Linked DNA regions of Rattus norvegicus: region 1 is linked to region 2. Evidence: chromatin contacts called from public Hi-C data. All regions are on one chromosome and are shown on one strand. Each heading gives the region's core, a stretch centred on a gene start, on an enhancer-like site or on the middle of the called end of the contact. The rest is flanking DNA. Distances are from core to core; before and after follow the strand shown.

What was found. Hi-C and Micro-C count contacts between places; a contact is called where the count stands out from the background.
Region 1: a contact with region 2 is called in a Hi-C map of mammary epithelial cells, with 2.0 times the contacts expected there. The contact joins the enhancer-like site here to the promoter of Dyrk2 in region 2. A contact is called at or near these places in 2 of 12 Hi-C or Micro-C datasets (hepatocytes and mammary epithelial cells).

Annotation. Positions count from the first base shown.
Region 1 is chr7:56,295,178-56,300,908 of GRCr8, forward strand. No RefSeq gene overlaps it. Among named protein-coding and RNA genes, the nearest start is that of Dyrk2, 49 kb to the left of the region's middle. Within about 2 kb of position 4,269, at least 5 of the 93 cell types and tissues checked have an H3K27ac peak or open chromatin away from gene starts, as enhancers often do.
Region 2 is chr7:56,245,824-56,251,523 of GRCr8, forward strand. Dyrk2 (dual specificity tyrosine phosphorylation regulated kinase 2) reads right to left here and starts at 2,837. Exons shown (of 3, transcript NM_001108100.2): 1 at 2,387-2,837; 2 at 1,817-1,965. The coding sequence starts at 2,435.

The DNA.
Region 1 (5,731 bases), core at 3,019-5,518, 51 kb after region 2:
ACACATACTATACACCTTATTGTGCACACAGACTATACACTTTATTGTGCACACAGACTATACACTTTATTGTGCACACAGACTATACACTTTATTGTGCACACAGACCATACACTTTATTGTGCACACAGACTATACACTTTATTGTGCACACAGACTATACACTGTGCCACATGGATTTTAGCAAAATGTGAGACACTTTGCCCATCAGCCTAAAATCATTTCACTTACATTGTACATTATGATCATATCAAATGTCCTTTTCTACTCAAGAAGACTCTATACCAGCCTGAATTTCAGCTTGACAATACATTATTTTTATCATCAACCGAATGTCACTTATGGTCTGAAAAATGGGAATAACCAGAGAAACCATAGGCTCAGGACTCCCCCACTGGACACCTATACTCTGTCACTGGTTTGGTCCTAACGTCTCTGACTTTAAGGCCATTTTCATTTGACTTGATAGCACGTTATACAGGCCAACTTAGATACCGGTATCAGAGTGAAATATCAAGTGCAGTCTTAACACCCACCGTCTTACAGGAAGAGGTTCCCCTGGGTTGTGGTTCTCGACTTGGGATACTAGGTCCAGCTCCACACTTCCAGCCGGTCTGGATGCCGCTCACATTGGCTCTTGGTCTCCAGGCACACTGAGATGCCCTGCTCAGCTTCCCCTGCTAGACCAGTGACACCTTATTTCATTTCCTTCCTCATCATCTGGAAGCCATGTCATGGTTCATTCAAATATGATCTTGGGCAACATCATATCTTATCTTCTGTACTCTCTGCTCTCCGGTCATTTGAAGGGATATGCTTATGACTTTCTATTTAATTCTCCACTACAAGATTGATACTCTGCAACAGAGAATGATAGAAAAAAAAAGAAAAAATGAAAAATATAGCTAGGTGATGAGGAAAAAAAGCAAACCCATTCTTCCTGTAACATAGAGACAACAGGATACTGGGAGGGACACAATATCAACCATTCAATGTCCCCTTTGCTCCACTGAGATCAGAAGCCAGTGTCTGTCTTTTGCCATTCACCAGAAGTGTCACTGAGCGAGATGCCGATCCTTCATGGCCCAGCTTTCCAGCACCATAAACCTGCAATCAGTTCTTTGCTGTGATGGATACGGTGAATTCTCAACGTTATTAAATGAGAAGCACCTAGGTGACAGATAAAACACAGCTTAAGGAGGGGGGATCTCTGTGAAAACACCATCAGATGTGGCAAGATAGGGAGGGCTCTGACCTCATTCGTGGATTCACCTCTTGATGGATTCCCAGTATGACTTTCTGGCCACCGTGCTGTGAATTGCTCTGTCACAGCCTCCCTGCCTGACACAGCAGAGTAACAGAGTAACGTGCCTGAAACTGGGATCTAAATACATATTGTCAGGGATTCTGGTTATGGAAGCATTAAAGTAACTAATGCCTTTGTTTGCTTTGAGCATCAATAGCATTAAGTGAGATGATTTGTATGAATGTACACATTCTGGAAAATTCAGAACACAAAAGTCCAAGCCACTTCAACATTACTCATCCCATTCGACAGCCTTTGACTGCCTTCCTCACGTGACGGTTAGGCACTCTTGAATAAAGGCGCCTATGATTAACTCATATCAGTTTGTCAGAAACTTTTCTGACTTCAGCTGTGCAAAGTCCTGGGTCCCAGAAATTCCACGGAAGTATATTTGACCTAGCAACAAGAATGCTACTTAATAATAAAATAAATTAGTCCTACAATATTTCTTTCTCCAACTCCATCAGGAAGAAGCCAGCAAGGTTATGTCCAGAAATCCTGAAACAAGGAGAGTCTCCCTGAGAAAAGCAAGTTTGCCTGTGACACAAAGGGGATAGGAAGGTTCTCAAGCTGTGGGTCATGCCCTCTACACCTTTTCACGGGGGTGGCTTAAAGCCATCATAAAACACAGGTGTTTGTATTGTGATCCATACAATTTGTAGCCAAATTACAGTTATGAAGTAACAATGCAAACGGTTTTATGGTTGGGGGTCACCACAACACAAGGAACTGTCTTAAAGGGTCACAGCCATTAGGAAGGCTGAGAACCCCTGCTCTAGGGAGCCTATTCAGTGGTATCTTTAATAAAAAGAAATGAGCCCCGGTTCAGGATAGCACCCTCCAAAACAGAGCTGATTTGCCTTTGTATGGCCATCAGTAGGCTCTGGTGAACCATGTTGGTGGGAGTGGTAATCTGCCGGCCCACAGAACATGGTATCACATGCCTCTGCTTTCCCAGACCCTCCTTACCCCTCTCACTCAAATCCAATGCTCTGTCTAGTATCCACACACTTACATCATGATATGAAACGTTCAGCCCTGTTATTGTTAAGATGATGTAAGAGCTGATCTTCATCCTCCCCCCATAGGAGCCGATAACATAACCATCATTCCCCAAACTGCAGGCTCTCAAGCCAGGATTGGGGTAGTCACCTCAATTCCAGGTCCTCCTTTCCACCTACTTCAGAGCGATGGGAAGAAATGGTATAGTTGTGCTTCCACACTGCCTCGGTGACTCCAGTGTGGCTGCCCATACAGCCTAATCAAATGCCTGCTGCTCGTTTTGGACACTGGGGCTCAATGGCTGCACGTGTTATCTACAAGGTGATCATGGACACTTGGCAGCAGAAGGGGCAGGGAGGAGACTGAGTCAGTATCATCACTTTGATCCAACAGAACCATTTATGGCAAAAATAAATAAACAGACAACGCCTCTCTTTGGACCTCAGAAAAGACCCGAAGCTTCTCCCTATGAGCAGAAGAAACCTCAGTGGCCCCAGGGCTAATAATGACTTAAGGCTGGTCAGGTAATCCATGAACAGGCTGAACAAGCTGGACCGGTTTGCTGGTGAGTCAGAGTAACCATAGGCCTCTTAGGCCTGGGATGAGCTGTAGCCCTTTTTCACCTGGTCCCTCTGACCTTTGAGAAGCACGTTCTTAAAATGAAGTCTCCATGCTCGCCTGCCAAAGGCTTGGTCTTTACCAGGGCCGGGCACAAGAGTCTCTGGGCTTTGCAGATGTACAGGGAGGTTTATGGTACAGCCCTTGAAACGCTGATGATTGAGACAGTGGAAAGGGCCCTGGGACTTGGGCGATGGGGTGAGCAGCTAGGAGGAGACCTCTTTGCAGTTGGTGCCTCTGGAAGGAATTAAGTTGTGGATGTTTTTAATGGTTCCTGGTTCCTTCAGTGGGGGAGGAATCAGTAGTGTGCTGACAGATGTTTAACAGCAGGCACCCTGGGGAGAACAAGCGCAAACACAAACCCTGAGTTGTGTGTTGGCCCCTTTCCACCATGTAAATACTCCCACTGTGAAATCTATCTGGCTCTAGTGTGCCCTTCTGAGGGATCCTCCACTCCCTTATGGAGATTATGGAAATACACTTATCAAGAGTTAAAAAGGCATGAAAATTATTTCGACAGGAATAGTCTATTGAAAACTTTACTGGCCTTTCTTAATTACCTGTCAGCAGTTCGGTAACTTGGATAGAATTTAGTTTCCCGGGTCCTTGTGGTACAGGATTTGGGCCCAGTCTCCTCCTTGTCTAGCTTTCTGGGGAATAGAGCAGTCTGCAAAGTTCAAACCCCCTGCTTCTCTGTGAATACACTACAATGCTTCATGCCCCCAAGTCTTCCCACTGGTGGGTTGCTCTGACACTTTCTCCTCAAGTTCAAGTGGATATTAAGCACCAATTCTCTGTGGTTGTACCATCCCTGATTAGTCACATCTCAAAGTGACCAAAAAAGTGTCTCTCTGTTCCAGCTGTGATCTGTGTGACTTTGGGGTAATTATCCTTCTTGGGGCTCCTAAGAAGATGTTTGCTGTATACTGTGTGCTCAATGAATATAAGGAGCTGAGCAATTCATGAATGGTAATTGAGGCAGCCTCTTGCTTTTCTTTCTGGTGGTGTGAGTCTGATTCTCTCCCCCAGGTTCATATGTTTCAATTCTTCTGTGCCTGGCTGGTAGTGCTGTTTTCAGAGGTTATCGAATTCTTTAGGATGTGATGTCTAGCTGATGGAGGTGAATTTCAGGGGAGGGGTGGATACTTGAAGAGGCGTATGATACCCTGCTACCTGGTTGACTGACCGAAATGGGACAATGCTTCTGTCAACATGGTCCAAGCTGTTCCATTTTCCATCCCAACCACAGAAGACTGAAATCCCTTGAAACCGTGAGTCAAATAAGTCCTTCCTCCCTTAAGTTGTTTTCATCTTGTCCCAGTAAGGGATGACCCACATAATCACTACTTACATTCTTAAATACCAAAGTCCTCCAGTGGTCATCGAAAATAACACTGGTCAGCACAGCACAACAGTAAAGGAGATTCCTAAAGATGGCCCAAGACCATGGGAAATATCAGATATTTACATTGTGAGTCACAACAGTAGCAAGCTTAAAAACTAGCAACAAAAATAATTTTATGGTTTGGGGTGAGCACAGGGTGAGGTGAAAGGGTGGTAGCCTTAGGGAGGGTGAGAACACTCTGCAAGATGCTAAAAGAGAAATGTGAGCAGCGTTGCCTCCTATTTCATGTAGGTAAATGCAAACGAACACGTATGTAATGTATTTATACAGATAAATAAAGCCTTGAAAGCAGGAGGCAGGTGTAAGAGCAGGTTGATCTCTGCTTTATGCATTTCGTTTTGCTTTTATCTTGTGCATCGTCGTTTTATACTGGGGGTGGGGGGGTGCTCATCTGAGGAAAACTTACCAGAGATTCCATGAGAGATAGGGACAGGCCGTGGTTTTCTTCTTCCTTTGTTCTTTGTGATGATCAAGCGGAGCGACTTTTGTTTTTAAACAGACACTAAAGGTAACAATATTCTTTACAGGGGAAGGTTTCTCACCATCACAATAAGTGGGTTGCCTTTCTAACTGAAAGCTCTGGCGAGATCGGTTTCCTGGTGATAGTTGCCAAGGCACATCCCTCTCCTCTCCTTCTCCCTCAGAATCTCTTTTGACAGGAAGAGCAGAGGAAGGCACAGAGCAGCATTAGCACAGCTTGTATGGGTCAGAAAGGCACTCCCCATGGCCACTTGCCCTGATCATCCTGCTCTTGTTCAACCAATGCCCTTCAAGAACCACCCAGCAAAGCTTTTGAAACGTTGTTGCAAAGGCAGAGTGCAGACTGAGGAAGACAGCCATTACTTCTTGTCTTGATGCTGGCCAGCACAGCACGGTTCGTGTATCTACCTTAGGAAGAATACATTGTCTCTCTCCTCATGGATTACACATCTTGTTTTCTCTCAACATATTGCTACACACTGGGGAGAGGGGAGCTCTCTCTTAGAAAATTGCCAGTTCATTAACATTAAACCTTCAAAGACATGTCACAGATGCCAGTAGGTTCCTAAAGAGTTCTGGTTTGCTCCAAGAACAGCACCACAAGGCTTGAATATGGTGCAGAGACTTAGATTAATTTTACTGTGACATGGGGTTTCTGTGGTTTGGGGCTTGGGAGTTCCATGGATTCTTTTCAGTTTTCCTCAAAGAAAGTTCCAGTGTCATCAGAAACTATGGAAGAAGTGGAGAGCTGTGCATCAAACTTTGCTGGGCACGGCAGTTCTTAGAAGGACACCTGAGGCTTAGGGTCTGGGGTAATGTGTCACTCCTCAGTCCTCCTCCCTAGCCATAGCTGCTAAGGTCTGGGCTAGATATGGCAAAAAGCAGCAGGAGTCAGAAGTTTGTGGGAGGAGAGAAAAGCT
Region 2 (5,700 bases), core at 1,587-4,086:
GAAGGTGTGTGACTGACGATACACATTCGAGCTGTCCACGGACTCCTGACAGCTCAGTTAACTTGTGGAGTCTTCATTCCCATGCAAACATGCACAGGAGCCGGATAAACTCTGTGTTCCTCAACGCCCCTGAGCCGGGAAACCTGTAGAGTCCTACGAACCACATCAAAACACTTGAAACATAAAGCTTCACTTTCAAAACGGAGCGTCCAAGGATGCGGAGCAACTGAAATTTACCCTTCGGTGTATAACAGCCATGTCACACACAGGCCACAGCACAGCACAGGCATCTATGCCGAAATCACCTTCATGCCTTTTCCTTTCCGGTGCCACACAGGCTTTCCACTTGTGGCAGTTTTCCCCTCTCCCAATTTCATGACATATTTCAGTTGCAAAGAAGTTCTGATCAGGCAAAGGCCATCCTTAACAAAACTTGGAAATCGAATGCAAATTGAGTTATTCCTTGTCCAGTTCACAACATGTAACACGATCACACCAACACATGGGGGGGAAATGGACGCTGGGTTTTCCAAACTGTCAGATGATTCTAAACCAGCCAAAACCACAGAAAAGCCAAACCTCCAAAACCAACGATGACTCCTTTCTAGGATGCCCTTGTGGCAGTCACATCCCCACTACCTGCAGGCTCTCTTTCCCAGCGAGATAGTACGACCCAGATGAGTTCATCCCTGTGTAATGAATCCCCAGCTCCTAGCATAGACTCACCGAGAAAAACAGAGAATAACAAAACATGTCTATGAAATTGTCTACCTCTCTTGTACGCCTCCAGCACAGCTAACGTCGGTCTCATCTCCCGTGATAAACAAGTTTCAGTCACAAATGACTCCCCTTCTTCCCCCCAGAGATGCTCCCTGCAGGCCACAAACCATGGGTGGGTACTTTCAAGCAACTTTCACTTAGCCACAAAATCCTACATCCTGCAGGCAACCTCACACAGAAACCATCCTAGGTTGCTCACATTCCCAGAGAGCCTTTGGGAAAGAGATCTTTAAAACCATCACCTGCAAGCGCACACCTCCTTTAGGCTCATGGTCACCATCCAAAGGCCATCGCTAGGGGCTGAGGAAAGGTACAAGCTGAAGTCAGCCCAGCTCCCCAGTCTCTGCAGCCACCAGTCCCAGGCTCCGCACTCCCCAGGGCCTCAAGGGACTGCACAGCCCTTGTCAGGTGCCCTTCCCTTGCCACCTACAAAGCAAAGCCGGCCCTTTCCTTTTGAGTCAATATCCACGCTGAGAATCCTACAGTGGTGGTTGTTTTGTTTTGACTACTGCTGTAGCTCTTATTTTTGTTAATGTTAATTACAATTTCTGCTGTGCTCAAACCTGTAGCTCTCATAAAACATGCTTACACACGCGGGGGACAATTGGCGGGTGCTCCCTGCTGGCTGCAGCCAGGCCTCTGAGGCTCTTTGGGGGATCGATTTTCCGGGCAGGGTAGCCTAGCTGTCCCCTAACACATACGTTTCTATAAATATCCACTACCCCTGGGGTTGGGAATAGATGTTTACCGGCCGGGGAAGGGAGCTCTAGGAAGCACAGATGAAAAAAGGGGGGAGGGGGCGCAAGGAGGAAGTTCCCAGGAAAAGGAGCTCTGGTGTGGGCGAGCTTCAGAGGGAAGCGAGGGGCCCACGCCACGAATCTCTTTTGTGGCAGCAGCTCGGGGCTCGCCCAAGTTACAGAGGGCGGCGTCGAGGACAGGCCCCTGCCAGGGGCGTGGAGATTCGGCCCTCTCTTCCCACAGCAAGAACCCAACAAGCCAGGGGTCTGCCCGGCGCCCTCCCAAAGCCAGGTCTCACCGTGTGGGATGTAGTGGTAGCGTTGCTGGCCCGGAGAGGCGGCAGGGCGATGGGGGAGGGTGGGCCGGTCCCCACTCCGCTTCGGGGAGCCCCCGCGCCGATCCCCGGGGAAGCCTGAAGCTGGCGAACGGCGGTGTCCCCTCCTCGGCCTGGGAGCCACGCGCGGGAGGAGACAAAAGAGGGTCAGGGTGGGGAAAGAGAGCTACCCAGACCCCCGCCCCCGCCCCGGTGGGCAGAGAACCCCCTCTTCCAGGGAGAAGATGGAAGGAGACACCCGGCCCGGGAAAAGCCGGCGGCGTGCGGGAAAGGAGGGGGGTCGGGACGCGGCTCCCCGGCGCGCACCCGCCAGCTGCAAAGTTAAGTTCGCGACCCGGAGGGGAGCAGCGCTGGGCCAGAGCTCCGGAGCCCACGTCGCCGGGCCGGGGGAGGGGAGGGCGGGCCACCGAGAGGGCGCTGCGGCGGGGTCGCGCTCCGGATGCCCCTCGCTCAACCCGCCGGGTTCAGGGATCCCGGGGCACCAACACGCGCAGCCCGCGCCCCGTGCCGCCGACAGGGTCCCGGGGCCCTTACCGGTCGGGTAGGCGGCGGGAGCGGCGGCCGAAGGTTTCCTGGTTAACATGGCCGCGGGAGAGGAACGTGCATGGCAGTGCTGCCCTCGCCGCCGGTCCCGCCGCTACTCCTCGCCGCCGCCGCCGCCGCCGCCGCCTCCTGGTCGCCCCTCACGCGGGTCCCCCGCGCCTCGTCGCTTCCTCTCTCCCGCTACAGCCAGACACACGCAGTCCACTGCATCCCCTCGGCCCGGACCCGCCGCCGCGAGCCCCCCGCTCTCCTCCTCGCCTCCGCCGTCCCCCTCGTCCTCGGGCGGCTGCTGTACCCCCCGGCCCGTGCACATGCCTCGCCCTCCCCTGCCGCACCGCTGGCCTCCCCGACTCCCTCACATCGGGGCCGCGGGGAGCGGGCTGCGGCCGCCGGGACCCACTCGCTCGGGAGCCTCCTCCCGGGCCTGCGCGCGTTCGCGCACACTCGCACACACGCTCGCCCCCGCGGCTCGCGCCCGAGAAGGCCAGCCCCGCCCCCGCTGAGGCCCCGCCCCGGACTCCCCCGGCCCCAGCCACACAGGCTGGCGGCCACCCCACCCCCACCCGCCACCCCGGGAGTCCCACCCTCTCCGATCTTCCGCAGAGCCGTCCTCCGCTCCCAGGAAAACTGCGGCTCGGGCTCGCCCTGCGCCTCCCCTGCGGCCATCTGCCCTCTCCCCGTGTCCCCCTCGCCCCTGCGACGCCCCTCCCTGCCCTACCGCGCAACCTACCGCGGCCGGCCTCCTCCCGAAATTGCTGCAGAGACCCCTCCCTCTCCCATCACGCCCCTAAACACCGCCCCTAATGGCTGCTCCCAGACAATACTGCGGCCCCCCAGCCCCGGCCCCTGTCCCTGTCCCAGTGGCCCAGCCAACCCCTCTCCCCAGTTTTATCATGGAGAGAACTTAGTTGTATGAGGGTCACCTCGGAAAGTCAGGCCCCGAGGAGGGACTGCGGCTGAGCTTGGTGACCCAAGCATGGACGAAGGAAGGGGCTGCCCTTCCACTTCCATCTCGGCCACGCACGCCCTCCCTGATTCACTGACACCGAGTGACCGCTGCCCTCCAGTCTCTAGGACAAGGGGAGGCAGACAGGCGCCTGTGGACCGCAGCTGAGGTAGCAGTTGGCTGTGGGTTGCTAGGCAAAAATAAACATCAGAGACGCCTCCCATTTCCTTACAACTCGAAGCCTTTCCCCAGCGCGGCCACTGAGACAGACACACCTTCCTTTCAGCTCTCTGCTGCACTGGGGCGACACCTCTGATTCCCCACATCCTCGGAGGAAAAGATTCTTTTTTTCTTTCCCTTCCCAGACACGTGGAGAATTTCCCTGCCCTATTCATTCGTGGGCTACAGCCTCTGCTTCCCAGAAAGAACAGCATTTGTTTCTCTGTCGCACACCTATGCTTTGTCGTGCGTGGCACACTTGGGCACCTTTGTCCACTTGAACAGTCAGGTGTGGAGCGAAAGCTCGAAAAATCCCCAGCAGATAGGGAAGAAAGTTGGACCGCGTCCAGGCATGCACTTCCTTCCTGGGAGGTGCCTAGTTTCTGAACTGCTCCTGGAGTCCTGTGTCCATCCCTTATTGCCCTGCTCCTTGTGTCTTCTCCAAGTCCCAGAGTGCTGGCCCCAACTAGAGCAGACTTCAGTCTAGAGGGAGCTACCTCCTGCAGAGTTGTACAGGCTATGCTGTTGGCAAATTGTCATAGCAACCTCTTGCAAAGATCACCTCAGCTTTAACCAAATGCCAAAAGGACGGGCCCACATTACAGTGTGACCCTCTAGGGCGCCTACAGAGTAATAAGAGGAGGGCACACTCCACCTTCGAAGAGAATGACAGAGACAGAAAGGAGAGAGACAAACACAGGCAGAGACACAGAGAGACAGAGACAGCCTAATTTTCTTCCTTTTGCAAGAAAGTAGGGACGCAGTAGTGTATTAATAATCGGCTCATATCATAACCTAAATTGCCCCTAGCAAGAAATTCCTCCGTGTGATGATCACCTTCAAACCCACACAGGAAGGCTTGAGTAGCATTCAGACTTAACTAACAGAAAGCGGGTAGTAAGGAGCGGCTACAAGGCTACAATGTATCTGAGATTCCCAGCTTAGTCTCACTGTTGCTCTGCTTATAGCCTGTGCACTGTCAAGAAAACTCGGGAAGTGTCCCCCCCTTACTCTTCTAAACAATTATTTCCTTCCCATCTTACTTTGAGTACTCAGCATATGACTAATGTTTCAAAAAATATTGTTCTTAAATATCAATTTTGGCATCAAGTTATCTGTACAGTATTTCAAACACCATTGCTTCAAAATTAAATGAATAAGAAAAATCATAAATAAGGATACTAATAGTACAGGTATGTTTTAGCTCTACTTCCAAATTAATGATATTAATAGATTAAACATGAGAGAAAAGGAACACTTTCTTTTTACAAGGAAAATGATTTGCTTTAATTAAGGAAAAAGATATATGTCTCATTTAATGAACTTTAAATAAAATACCTTTTACTCTTTGACAGTTTCATAACAGTGTATTTTGATCATACCCACCCCAACTCTCCATGCCCACCACACACTCTCTCTCTCTCTCTCTCTCTCTCTCTCTCTCTCTCTCTCTCTCTCTCTCTCCCCCTCCTGGAGCCTCCAGCAACCCCCAACATGGTTTGGAAGGTGGAAGATCACAACTCTCTGTCTCCCTACACACACACACACACACACACTCACACTCACACACACACTCACACACACTCACACACACTCACACACACTCACTCGCACACACTCACACACACTCACACACACACACTCACTCACACACACACACTCACACACACACACACTCACACACTGAGAGACACATACACACACATACACACACACACTCACACACACTCACACACACACACTCACACACACACTCACACACTGAGAGACACATACACACACATACACACACACACACTCACACACACACACTCACACACACACACACTCACACACTGAGAGACACATACACACACATACACACGCACATTCCAATTCTCATTGAACTACACTCTATGAGATATTAGAAACCACGTAAATCTAAAACGTGATCTAAGCTTTCAAGGAGCTCCTAGAACAGAGCAGGACCAGAAAAGTCACCTTTAACAAACACATCAGTTGGGGTTGAGGATTTAGCTCAGTGGTAGAGCGCTTCCCTAGCAAGCGCAAGGCCCTGGGTTCGGTCCCCAGCTCCGAAAAAAAAAAAAAAAGAAAAAAAAGAAAAAAAAAAAGCAAACACATTAGTTACAAACTAAAGACA